Linked DNA regions of Capsicum annuum: region 2 is linked to region 1. The links are chromatin contacts, called in public Hi-C maps. All regions are on one chromosome and are shown on one strand. The core of a region is the stretch at or near the end of the contact, and the rest is flanking DNA. Distances in the headings are between cores, read along the strand shown. Region 1 holds the start of LOC107873770 (F-box/LRR-repeat protein 17). Region 2 holds the start of LOC107875286 (E3 ubiquitin protein ligase DRIP2).

What was found. A called contact is a pair of places that touch in the nucleus more often than the background predicts.
Region 2: a Hi-C map of leaf shows a contact between it and region 1, with 4 times the contacts expected there. The contact joins the promoter of LOC107875286 here to the promoter of LOC107873770 in region 1. A contact is called at or near these places in 3 of 5 Hi-C or Micro-C datasets (leaf and pericarp).

What each region holds. Positions count from the first base shown.
Region 1 is chr6:227,293,427-227,299,521 of UCD10Xv1.1, forward strand. It overlaps LOC107873770 (F-box/LRR-repeat protein 17), which reads right to left and starts at 2,620. Exons shown (of 11, transcript XM_047414273.1): 1 at 1,906-2,620; 2 at 1,323-1,424; 3 at 611-755; 4 at 344-528; 5 at 145-249; 6 at 1-39. The coding sequence starts at 2,498. It overlaps LOC107874570 (photosystem II reaction center W protein, chloroplastic), which reads right to left. Exons shown (of 2, transcript XM_016721333.2): 1 at 5,737-6,095; 2 at 3,864-4,353. The coding sequence starts at 5,833. The coding sequence ends at 4,049.
Region 2 is chr6:228,054,549-228,060,643 of UCD10Xv1.1, forward strand. LOC107875286 (E3 ubiquitin protein ligase DRIP2) reads right to left here and starts at 2,490. Exons shown (of 7, transcript XM_016721937.2): 1 at 1,888-2,490; 2 at 665-764. The coding sequence starts at 2,002.

The DNA of each region.
Region 1 (6,095 bases), core at 1,370-3,869:
TTGCATATCATTCCAACGCCACTATCGCTAATACTAGACCTGTGACAAGAAACATCAAGAGAAAATGCAATAATCAAGATGCATTCCATTAAATTTGCTAGTTTCAAGAACCTCAAAACGAAAGGGGCTGGAAGTAAAACACACCCACTCAAATCAAGCAACTCAAGGCTTGAGTAGCTTGAAGCAATAGCTGCAACAGATGCATCAGTTATTTCTGACCCCAGTACAAGAGAGAGCATCCGTAACCCCCTGAGGTTCAAGGTAGTAAAAACAATTACGAGCTTTATTCAAAAAAAGGTAAAGAGAAATTCATAAATGATCAAACTGGATGAACATTGCAAACCTTAGATGTGCTGCTGTTAAAGCAAGCACTACAGCATGAGTTAGGCGGATGGAAGCAATATGAATGTTCTGGAGTCTTGGGCAGCTCCTTCCAAGACCATCCACCATGAGAGTAAGATCAGTAGTATCATTTTCTTGCCGAGAAAAATCCAGGGAAATATCCATCAAGTTGGGGCAGTTAAAGACCTACAGAGATAAACACACATCATGTATAGGCTTGCAGCCCAGAAAAAAGTGAAAAAAGTACCACAACATCATACAGTAGTACCATCTTAGCATGGCAATAGAGATCTGAAAGCAAAAGAGTTGAAAGACTGGTTGAACAAAGAGTAAAACCCCCAAGATAAGAGCAGCCTTCCATCTTGAGATTAGTAAGGCATCTTTTCTCGGCAACAAAACGACCCAACTCATCCCTGCAGCATGTAGAGATTGCATTAATTCACCAACTATATGTGAACCTATATTAAAGAAATACTAGGAAAGGCCACACTCAAACTAGTTAGGGGGCTTTAACTAAGTCAGATGAATTTATCAACGCCTCCAATTAGGATGCCAAATAAATGGCTATGGGGGGAAAACTTTTATGAAGAATTAATGCATTACATCAATTCCCTAGATTCCAGCAACTGTGATTTACAGAAGAAGTGTTTTAACCTAACATACTCCTCTCCCTCCCAAACTCATAGTTGATTGAACTCAATGTATTGCTCCATTGGCTACTAAGACTTATGGTAAAAGAAACCTAGAGAAACCAAACAAAGCATATTTCTTGAGCGTGATCAAGGAACAGTAAGTTTCACTTGGGCGATTTAATCATAATTAAAACTATTCTTTATGATGTAATAATGATTTGTAGCAGTTGACTAAATAGATAGTAGATAAAATAGCTGCACAAAAATAACTAGTTTAGAACAACAAGAAAATCCTAGCATAACATACATATATGTAAGTAAAGAGCAAATTACATAGCTAAAGCATACCCAGTTATCCGATTGACTGAGGTATCAGAAGTAAGTATCTCCATTGAATCCAGTTTAGGACAGGAAAATGCAATGCAGGCCAGCAAGGTAGCATCAATGTCACTGTAAAAACATACACTATCAGCAACGATCATCCAATTGAACAGTGTATCTACACAACATCATTTTCCTCAAATCTAACCTAGTAGCCCAAATAAACTTTGCATTGTATACTTATTAGCACTAATTTTTGAAGCATTTAAGTTGTGTACACTAACAACAATTTAAGTTCACGTTCACGAGTAATGATCGGGTCAGTGGCGGAGGCAAGATTTTCACCAAGGGAATTTGAAATAGATTCTCAATTTGCGTCAAGGGGGTTCAATATATGCTATACATACACATAAATATCATATTTGACCTTATATATACAATGTACTCTCCCAACGATGAACCTTTTCGCCACCCTGGATGGGGCAAATCAAATGTTAACAGATTGAAGTTTTAGTTTTTGTTCTTTATTTTTGGTTGTTAAATAGAAAAGTTGAGTCCTTTATGTTTAGTTTCTATATCTGATCCACCATTATTCTTTCAAAGAACTAACCTTTCCATTCTAAGAGAAAGCTTAACAAGCCCTGGACATTTCTTTAACACCGACCCGACAAGTCCAATCTGGGCATTAACCGGAACCCGAAGTCTAAGCTCCACAGCAGACTTCCAGATCCTTCTAGAAGTTTCCCTCCACCCCTTACAAACCCTAGCCGATGTAAGCAACGCCGGAGGCGGCAATCTCTTAAACACTTCCCATAAACAACTCCCTGTCAACTTCCCATTCCCCGACCCGGACCCAACTAGATCCGATTCGCTATCAGGGTCGTCATCAGATCCAGGTGGATTACTAACATCAATGTCATCAAATGAAAGTGCTCGCCGGAGCTGCGGCAGTACATGGCGTTTCTCCGTCGGTGGCGGCGGCAGCGGCGGAGGAAGAGGAGGAGGAGGACGAAGGATGGTGACTGGTTTAGGAATGGGAGGATTATCAATAGGATTGAGGTTCTTAGGGAAATTACAAACGTGTCCTTTCTTCGGTACACCGCAACGGCCACAAGTGTAGCCACCACGCTTCTTGCCGCGCTTCGGGAGAACAACCTCCGATGTAGGAGTGGCGATGTGAGGGTGGGTACGCCGGCGCTGCATCGAAATCCCTCCGACGATCGTTAATCGGAATCTTCACGCCGGCGAGGGGTAAAATGGTAAAATGCGTTGCCTACTTTGGTGTAGGTGAAAAAGGATGAGGTAAGAGATGTGAGTTGAAATAAAAAGGTGGGAGAATGGCGCGGGAGTTTTGTTTATTTTCGCGCCTACCTTTTTAAATTTACTATTTTTTTTTCATTAACTTTCTAATTTTGGCAATCAAAAATTAATTTTTAACTGTCTGGATTTTTTTAAATTTTCATCACTTTCTTTTGCAAAGTCAAACAATATGTAGTATTTCACATTGATATGAAAAAAGTTATAACTTATAATACTTTTTTTAGTTTTTTAATATATTAAATTAATTTTATCTAATTTGCTTTTGAAAATAAATTAACTTGATTTTTGAAGAGCAAAACTTATTTTAAAATGGAAAAAGTAGTGTATGAAAGCATATGAAATGACGATTATTATTTAATTTGATAATCGTAGGAAAAAATACATAAATTTGTATCTAGTTATATGTGTTAAATTTTAATATTAGCAAAGAAAATTTTGATTTTTAAAACTATCATTGTTGAAAGTAAAGATAAAAAACAAATGAATTTTTGGTAGAACAAGTACTTTGACCAAATTAGTTGATGTCATTGAAAATTTTCAAAGACAGAGAAATTAATAATTAACAAAGCGAAAAATCAGGAAATTTATTTACTATGGAGTCATAATATACAAAGTGTTTAATACTATTAAAATACAGAAAATCATTCCATCAATAATATTATTATCCTACACAATTTAACATCATAAGTTAACTTTTAATATTGAGTTAGATATAAAGATTATTCTCCATAATTCAACATCATGAATTAATTTCCAAAATTGAGTTAGATATAAAATCTATCCTCCATAATTCAACATCATAAATTAACTTCTAAAATTGTAAAGTTTATTCTTCATTATTTTACATCATAAGTTAATTTCTAAAATTAAATTAAATATAAAGTCTACCCTCCATATAATTTAACACCATAAATTAATTTCTAAAATTGAGTTAGATATGAAATATATCCTTCATAATTTGACACCATAAGTTCACTTCTAAAATTGAATTAGATATAAAAATTATCCTCCATAATTTAGTCAAATATAAAATCTACCTTCCAATAATTTAACATCATGAGTTAATTTTTAAATACTATCAAAAGTTAACTTCTAAAATTGTGTCAAGTGGAAAATCTGTCCTCCATAATTTAGTTAGATATAAAGTCTATCCTCGGTAATTTAACTTCTCAAATTAAATTAGATATAAGGTCTATTTTCTCAATAAAAATAACTTCAAAATAGCCAGGAAGAAAATGAGTACCACAATTAGCATTCCAAGAAGTTCATAGATACACAACATCAATACATTCAGTAGTCATGATTATTTTACACAATTGTCAATCAAAAAGAGCCTAGTAGAGATAAAATTTTCTCAAACCTCACTTATGTACTACGATGGAATAATGTTGTTGATTATTTTACACAACTAAGAATATACTTAAAATATAAGGTCAAAGGGACAATCCAGAATCTTCATCCTCATCAAGGCTAGAAGTATAAACAGTGTAAAGAGACCAAATCAAACCAAAAACTCCAAAAAGGATCCAACCAAGAAGGTTATTGCTTAACCCAAATGGAAGCCCAGTTCCTTCTGTGCTCATTCTCTCATCCACTAGTGCCATTGCTGGTGAGCTAATTGACATAGTTGCTGCACATGCTGCGGCTATCAATGATCCACACATTCCTAATTTTGACTCTTCCTTTACTTGCTCTCTTTCCATTGAACATTTCACCTTTCCCATATTCGTTGGCAACCCTGCAAAAGTAACTTTAACAGTATAATTTTTTGATGAAGATGTTCATTTGTACTTAAACTTCGATCATATATCTCTCACATCAATTTATAATATGGACTTTGTATTATTCGTATGAACTCCTAGATCCACGACGCACATGAGCATTTTTAAATCAATGCATTCCTTCTTGAACTTATTTAATGATCTGATGATATCTAATTAATCTGAGAAAAGAAGATTCAATTTCCTTTTTCGGATTAATATTTAATTAAGACTTTCAGGTGATTCAAATAGATTAAAGCCATTGATCATACTATAGGTTAGAGGCGAACCCAGGATTTAAGTTTGACGGGTGCACCTCTATATTTAAATATAGTAATTAACAGTGTCAAAGTTCGACATACATTTCTTTGAAAACTTATTAATTATAATATTTTATAAGCAAAATTTTGATATTATTGAATATCATTAATTAGATTTAATATGAAAAAAATGTGTTATTCACCTATTTAAATTCAATGTATTTTTATATTTTGAACAATAATAGAAAGTTTTTGAAAAATATTAAATTCGTTAGATTTGTTTGCTAGATAGTTGCAACGGGTAACGTTTAATTTAAGCCTATCTCAAATTTTAAATTGCTAATTTTTTAAATAAAAAATAACTCAATGATCAAAAGATTAAAAGAAAATAAATATTATCAGTATAAGCTATGGAGAATATCTACCTTTTGAAATTGAAGAGAAGTTTATATTTTGAAATAAAATAAAAAATAACTCAATAATATCCACAATACATAAAAGAAAAAGTATGAAATAAATGACTGCTAAGTAGGAAGTCTTTTTTAATCAAAAGATAAATATATACATTTGAACAATAAGTGTAAAGAAACTTGAAAAATGAAAAAAAGGAGCAATAAAGAAGTATTGTTGTTGGGGTTCGAACCTGAGCAACCACGCAATAGAAAATTGAAAAATGATTAAAAGAGCAATAAAACATTGTTGTTGGGGCTCGAACATGAGTAGTCACACATTAAGTGTAACTTTCAAGTGGCATACCGAACCACCTCACCAATCAACCTAGTTGTTATTGTGGGTGCACAGCATATATTTAACATAATACTCTGATATATGTATATAGAGAGATATATACAAATCATATATACAGAGTTTTTCTCGAGGCTAGCGGGTGCACGTGCACCCGTTAGCCTCAATGTAGGTCCGCCTCTGCTATAGGTCAAAGACAAATTCAAGATCCTAACGTAACTTTTCATATTACTAATTCTCAATGCAGGTATTGAACACCAAGTGAGAAACCCCCAAAAAATAATCATATTACTCTCTTATTAGACAATCGCATATCGTTATCTTTCAGTTAACCAGATAGTATAAAAATGAACGTACCGAGAAGACAGGAGGGGCGGGATAGAGATGCTTTGTGCACGAGGCCAACACAGGCAACTGAAGAGGTTGTAATACAACCAGTGCTGCTGGTGGCCATTGTACTTCTCTGTGTTTTTCACACTCAGAAATGAGAGACCAGACACTTCAATCTTCAATATTAAGTAATATTAGGTACAATCTCTGCTGCAATTTGCATACACAAACACGTAGTATATTTCAGTTCAAACAGCCACACAACCTTGATCACTTAGATTGCTCCTCATCTCTTGCTAGCCAATATTAATATGCCAAGTGTCCTTCTTCAAGTTTATGTACATATAGTATAAAAAATGGAGTATATCACCCTTTCAATATAATTA
Region 2 (6,095 bases), core at 1,240-3,739, 760 kb after region 1:
AAAGAAAAAAAAAAGAAAGATTTAGATGGGGTATGGCGGAGTTACAACAACATACCCAGTATATTCCCACCAAGTGAGGTATGGCAGAGTTAACCAACAGAAAAAAAAAAGATACATCAGTCACTTTGAACGTGTCCCATTAGTAACAATGGGATCATCTATTTATCCATCTCTTGACTGGAGCAGGTTTGGAAAAGTATCTTGGAATATCTAGGGTTGGGCCAAAAGGGTCTCTTAACACCTTCTTTTTCTTCGAGTTATTTACAAAGACTAAGGTTCAAAAGAACATCATATAGCAACCAAGCAAATACTATGCGCTAAAATGCATGTATGCACACCCAGAATCAGCAAAACTCATGCTATCTAATGAAGCATCTCTGTGAGCCTAGCCTAAGGAAAACGGTAAAATCTTTCACACCTGAAGTTGCTACCTGATATCTTTCACACAATACACCTCTAACTTTTTGTTGCACATCAAACTTCAGAGGGACAGCAAAACATGGCCAAAGTGTCATATTTACTAGAGGTTCCATGTGGTTGAACAAAATGCAAAAGCAAAACTAGAACTATCTACATCAATATGTCAACTGACAATTAAGCCCATTTTTGCATGTTAGGATTAACAAAAAAAAAGTGAAAAGGAGTGAGACTAAAAATATATGACCTCAATTTCTCTAATGGGATACAACCCAAGTCAATCTTGCATATTGGACAGCATTCCGTTTCTTCATCAGAGAGCTTCTTATGGATGCATTTCCTGCAAACTGGGTGAATTTCAGAAACAATATTAGCACAAAAAAAAAAGATCATCTTTTCTTGAAACAACAGAAGCTAGTGTCAGTACAGCCCAAACCAGAAGAATGTAATAAATTTTAATTCATTCATCAAAACGTGATAATTAATGCGATAATATACACTGGGAAATCAAAGCATGCTCCTTACTGTATGATCACAAAGAAAATAATTTTCTAGAAATGATTGCAAGAGATATTGCATGAAAATAAGTCATGTGCCACTTGACCACATATTATTGCAGCTCAATTATATATGTTCAACCAAGCATCAAGCATTTATCTTGAACAGAAAATTTCCATAAAATTGGCAACTGTTGATCATCTAATTCATTACCATTGAGTAAATAAGCGAAACTCATTTAAATGAAATCAATCAAACAGCTGACTAGTTCCATTTAGTTGATCATAAAACCAAGATATTGACCAAATGTACTGTTTGAAAGACTCATATAATTGTATACGCATAGCAGAATGGAAACACCCATCTGATGGTACACTATCAAAGATTAATACGATAATATACACTATTTAGGGAAAACAACGCATGCTCCTCGCTATACAATCACAAAAAATAATAATTTTCTAGAAATGATTGCATAAATGACACATATATTTCATTTGAATTTTCCAAATGAATAGTTATACAGCTCAATTATACATGGTGAACAAGCATCAGGCTTTTATCTACTTGAACAGAAAACTTCCATATAAAATCAGAAACTGTTGATCATTTAATTCATTACCACTGTGTAAATACGCAAAACCCATTTAAGTTAAATCAATCAAACATGTAACTAGTTCCATTTAGTTGATCATAAACCAAGAATATTGACCAAATGTACTGTTCGAAACAACCTATAATCGTTCGAATACTGCGCGCAGCAGACAAACAGGCACTGTATACGCAATTCTCTAAACTTTTTAAACTACCTAAAACCTCTAAGCACATAGAGAACACCATGTTGTGACCGTATCAAAGATTAATCCAGCTAAATTACAGTAAACAAAACAAACCCAGATCGAAAATTCAAAATTCAAATATCTCACATTGACCAAAAATGAAAAACCCATTGCATATCAAAATTATACTCACATGTATGAAGACATTCGGAAATAGTCGTAGCGTCTCTGAATAGCTTATGACAAAGAGGGCATGTAATGCATGCCGCAATTTTATCTCTCTTGACTTTCACAACTTGATTCGGCATTTCCTCTCTATCAATTATATCCGTAATTCCGAACAACCTGTTTGAATTACAATGAAAATCCAGCTGCCGTTACAGCTCAAACCCCACGTAACTCAACCAGTGCATGCTACACACACGCAGAATTTACGTCCATTGAATTCAGTCATTCACCCCTCTGCATTAAACCCAAAAACAGAACCAGCAATCATCAAGCATAACACAACACAGAAGGAGTAGTGTGAATCTGGGTCAAAAAGTTTGGAAATTTGAGTAAATGGGTCGATTTAATTTGGGAAAAGGGGAGATGGGTTGGTGATAGATTGGGTAGTGGGGAAGGGTAAGGTGGGTGGGGGGTGGGTGTCGACGATGATCTTGTACTGTTTCTTCTTCTTCGTATTATTGTTGTGTATGTGTGTTGGGTTATTTGGGAGTTGAAATCGAGAAAGTAAGCTTCACAATGGCGTCAACAAAATACAATACTTTTCCCTACTTCTTTAATTATTTCGGATTTATTACACCTTTTCTATTTTTACTGAGGTGTACTAGTATTAAAGTTTTTTTTACTTCTACTATATTTATTCTTTGTTTTTAAATAAGTGTTGTTTAAAACTTATTTTCTACATAATCAAGAATTTATTCATAATCTTTTTAATACTTCCTTCGCCTTTTCTACTCATCCCAGATTTTTTAATTTAATTTCTCATTTTACTTATAATTTTTTATTAATCAAGATAAAATATTTTCTTTTTCTTTTTTATCCTTAATATTTATTATGTTTCTCCAAATTAAAATATAAATATCATTTAATAGGGGTATTATGATAAAATTGTCATGTTATTAATTTTTTTCTTAATCAATATATAATGTCAAATTGGGATGAGTAAAATAAAATAAATGGAGTATGTTTTTAGAACAGATAAAACTAGGATAAATTTGATAAAATTACTTTTAATTTTGTGTGACCAAGTCAAACACATATTTATAAATGAAGGGATTATTATTTTTCTATTTTATAGATGCAATAGTATTTTATTTATTTTTGCTTGTGTGGTCATTTCTTCCTAAATAAGTGATGATTTTTTTTTCCAGATAAGTGATTCTTTAGATAATCAATGACTTATTATTCTTTTTCTATTTAATACTTATTTCAAATACGTTACTTGTTACGATTGTTGTATTTTTACTCATAAGGATATAGTATTGATTTTTTTTTTTTTTACTTCCACACTCCTTTATTCTATAAGTGATTTTTAATTGTTTTTTTTTTTTCTAAATAAGTGATATTCAATATAATTAAATATTTATTGTATTTTTTATTGAATACTTAATACTCATTTCAGACATAGTACCTATTATTGTTTTTCTATTTTTACGGATGTAGTATTAATTTTTCTTTTAATTACATACTCCCTATTTCAAATTAAGTGATATTTTAATATTTTGTTATTATGTATCTAAATTAGTGACATTCTGGATAATCAAGGGATACTAATAATTTTTAAAAAAAATTCTTTTAAATAACGAGAATTTTATATAATCAAGAAGCTAAAGAATTATATTTTCTTCAAAATATTTAACAAGGACAAATTAATAAAAATATATTTTTAATTCTTTAGGAACAAAGTTTCTTGAAAGGTATGTCGAAACTAAAAACAACACTTATTTAGAAATAGAGAGAGTGTAATAGCTTCTAAAAAGTACATTTTGTTTTAAAAAAGATTACCAGGCTCGCGGGGGGAGGGGGGAGGGAGGTTAAAATGTGCCGGTAGTGCTAAAACAAAGGGCCTAATTGTACGTGGATGTGCATGTTAGACAAGACGAGCTACTTAAATTCCTAATCGAATATAGAATTTGAACTTGAAAATTTGAGTTATTTTAAGTTATAATTTTAAAATTTGAAATCATGATCTGGACATATATTCTGCTTTAAAAACCATGAAAATTTCGTGACCAAAGCCTCAAAAGTTGATGATTTTGGGGGACTTTGAAAAAAAAAATGAAGGCAAATTTATAAAATCCTTTTCAAAATCTATGGTCAAAGCTATTTAAAGACAGATTTATAAAATCTGATTCAAATCTATGGGTGATACTTGAAGATAAATCTTCAAAAAATGATTTAAAGTTATGGTCAAACAAATATTTGAAGATAAACTTTTAAATCTAATTCAAAATTATGACCAAAAAAATATTTAACGATAAATTTTAAAAATCTAATAAAAGATCTATAATCAAATCTTATTCTCTGTCCTTAATTGAGAATTTTTTTTTAAGAAAACAAAGTAAACCTCTAAAGTTGATCTTCGACAATGTTAAAAACTTGAAAATATTTGAAGATCAAATTTTTAAAATCTGAATAAATTTTACAGCTAAAAAAAGATTTGAAGATGAATTTTCAAAGTCTACTCTCAAAATCAATTGTCAAACACTATCTTAGTTTGTTGTAAATTGTAAATTTATATTTAAAGATCCATATTTATAGACCTTAACCCAATAGATAAAATTGTTTCGTCCTATTATTGTGTATATGCTGGGTTATTTGGGAGTTGAAATCGAGAAAGTAAGCTTTGGCTTCGACTTCACAATGGCGTGAACAAAACTGAGTACTTTTTTTCCTACTTCTTTAATATATACTTATTTCAGATTTATTACACCTTTTCTATTTTTACTGATGTACTTACGTACTAGTATTTAATTTTTTTTTATTCTATATTGATTAATTGTTTCTAAATAAGTGTTGTTTAAACTGTTTTCCTACATAATCAAGAATTTATTATGCTTTATTATTACTACCTTAATTTCAGTGTTTGGATTGTAATTTTATTCTTAAATAAATGTATATTTAAGTTTTCAAGAATCTTTGACTCTTTGTAATATAGTATATTTTTAGAAGAGATAAATTTGATAAAATTACTTCCAATTTTGTGCGACCAAGCCGAACACTTATTTATAAAGGAAGAAATTAATATTTTTCTATTTTTATTGATGTAACAGTAAATATTTCTTTAGTTGTATATTAATTTCTTTCTAAATAAGTGGTATTTTTTTCTTCTAAATAAATGGTTCTTTAGATAATCAACGACTTATTTTTGTTTTCTATTCAATACTTATTTCAAATACGTTACTTATTATGATTTTATTTTTTTACTGATACGGATGTAGTGTTAATTTGTCTTTTGAATTTCATACTCCCTTATTCTAGAATAAGTGATTTTTTTTTTCTAAATAAATGATATTTAGCATAATTAAATATTTTGTAACGTTTTTTTATTTAATAATTAATACTCATTTCGGACATAGTGCCTATTATTATTTTTCTATTTTTACGGATGTAGTATTAATTTTTTAAAAATATTATATACTCACTGTTTCTAATTAAGTGATATTTTAATATTTTTTATTATGTGTCTAAATTAGTGGCATTCTGGATAATCAAAGGGATATTAATAATGTTCTTCTAATTTATCTTTTTTAAAATATCGAGAATTTTATATAATCAAGAAACTATTTTCTTCAAAATAATTAATAAGGATAAACTAATAATTTTTATTTTTTAGGAACAAAAGTTTCTTGACTGGTATGTCGAAACTAAAAGCAACACTTATTTAGAAATAGAGGGAGTATAATAGCTTTTGGAAAGTACATTTGTTCTAAAAAAAATTACCGGGGAGGGGGCGTAAAATGTGCCGGTAGTGCTGAAACAAAGGGCCTATTGTACATGGACGTGCATGTTAGTCAAGACGTGCTACTTGAGTTCTTATTCGAATGTAAATTTTGAACTTGAAAAATTAAGTTTTTGAAGTTATAATTTTTAAATTTGAAATTATGATTTGGACATATATTCTACTTTTAAAAATATGAAAATTTTGTGATCGAAGTCTCAAAAGCTGATGATTTTTGGGGACATTGAAAAAAATGAAGACAAATTTATAAAAAAAAATTCAAAATTTATGGTCAAAGCTATTTGAAGACATATTTATAAAATCTGATTCAAATCTATGGCTGGTACCATGAAGATAAATCTTCAACAATTGATTTAAAGTTATGGTCAAATAAATATTTGAAGATAAACTTTTAAAACCTAATTCAAAATTATGATCAAAAAAACATTTAAAGA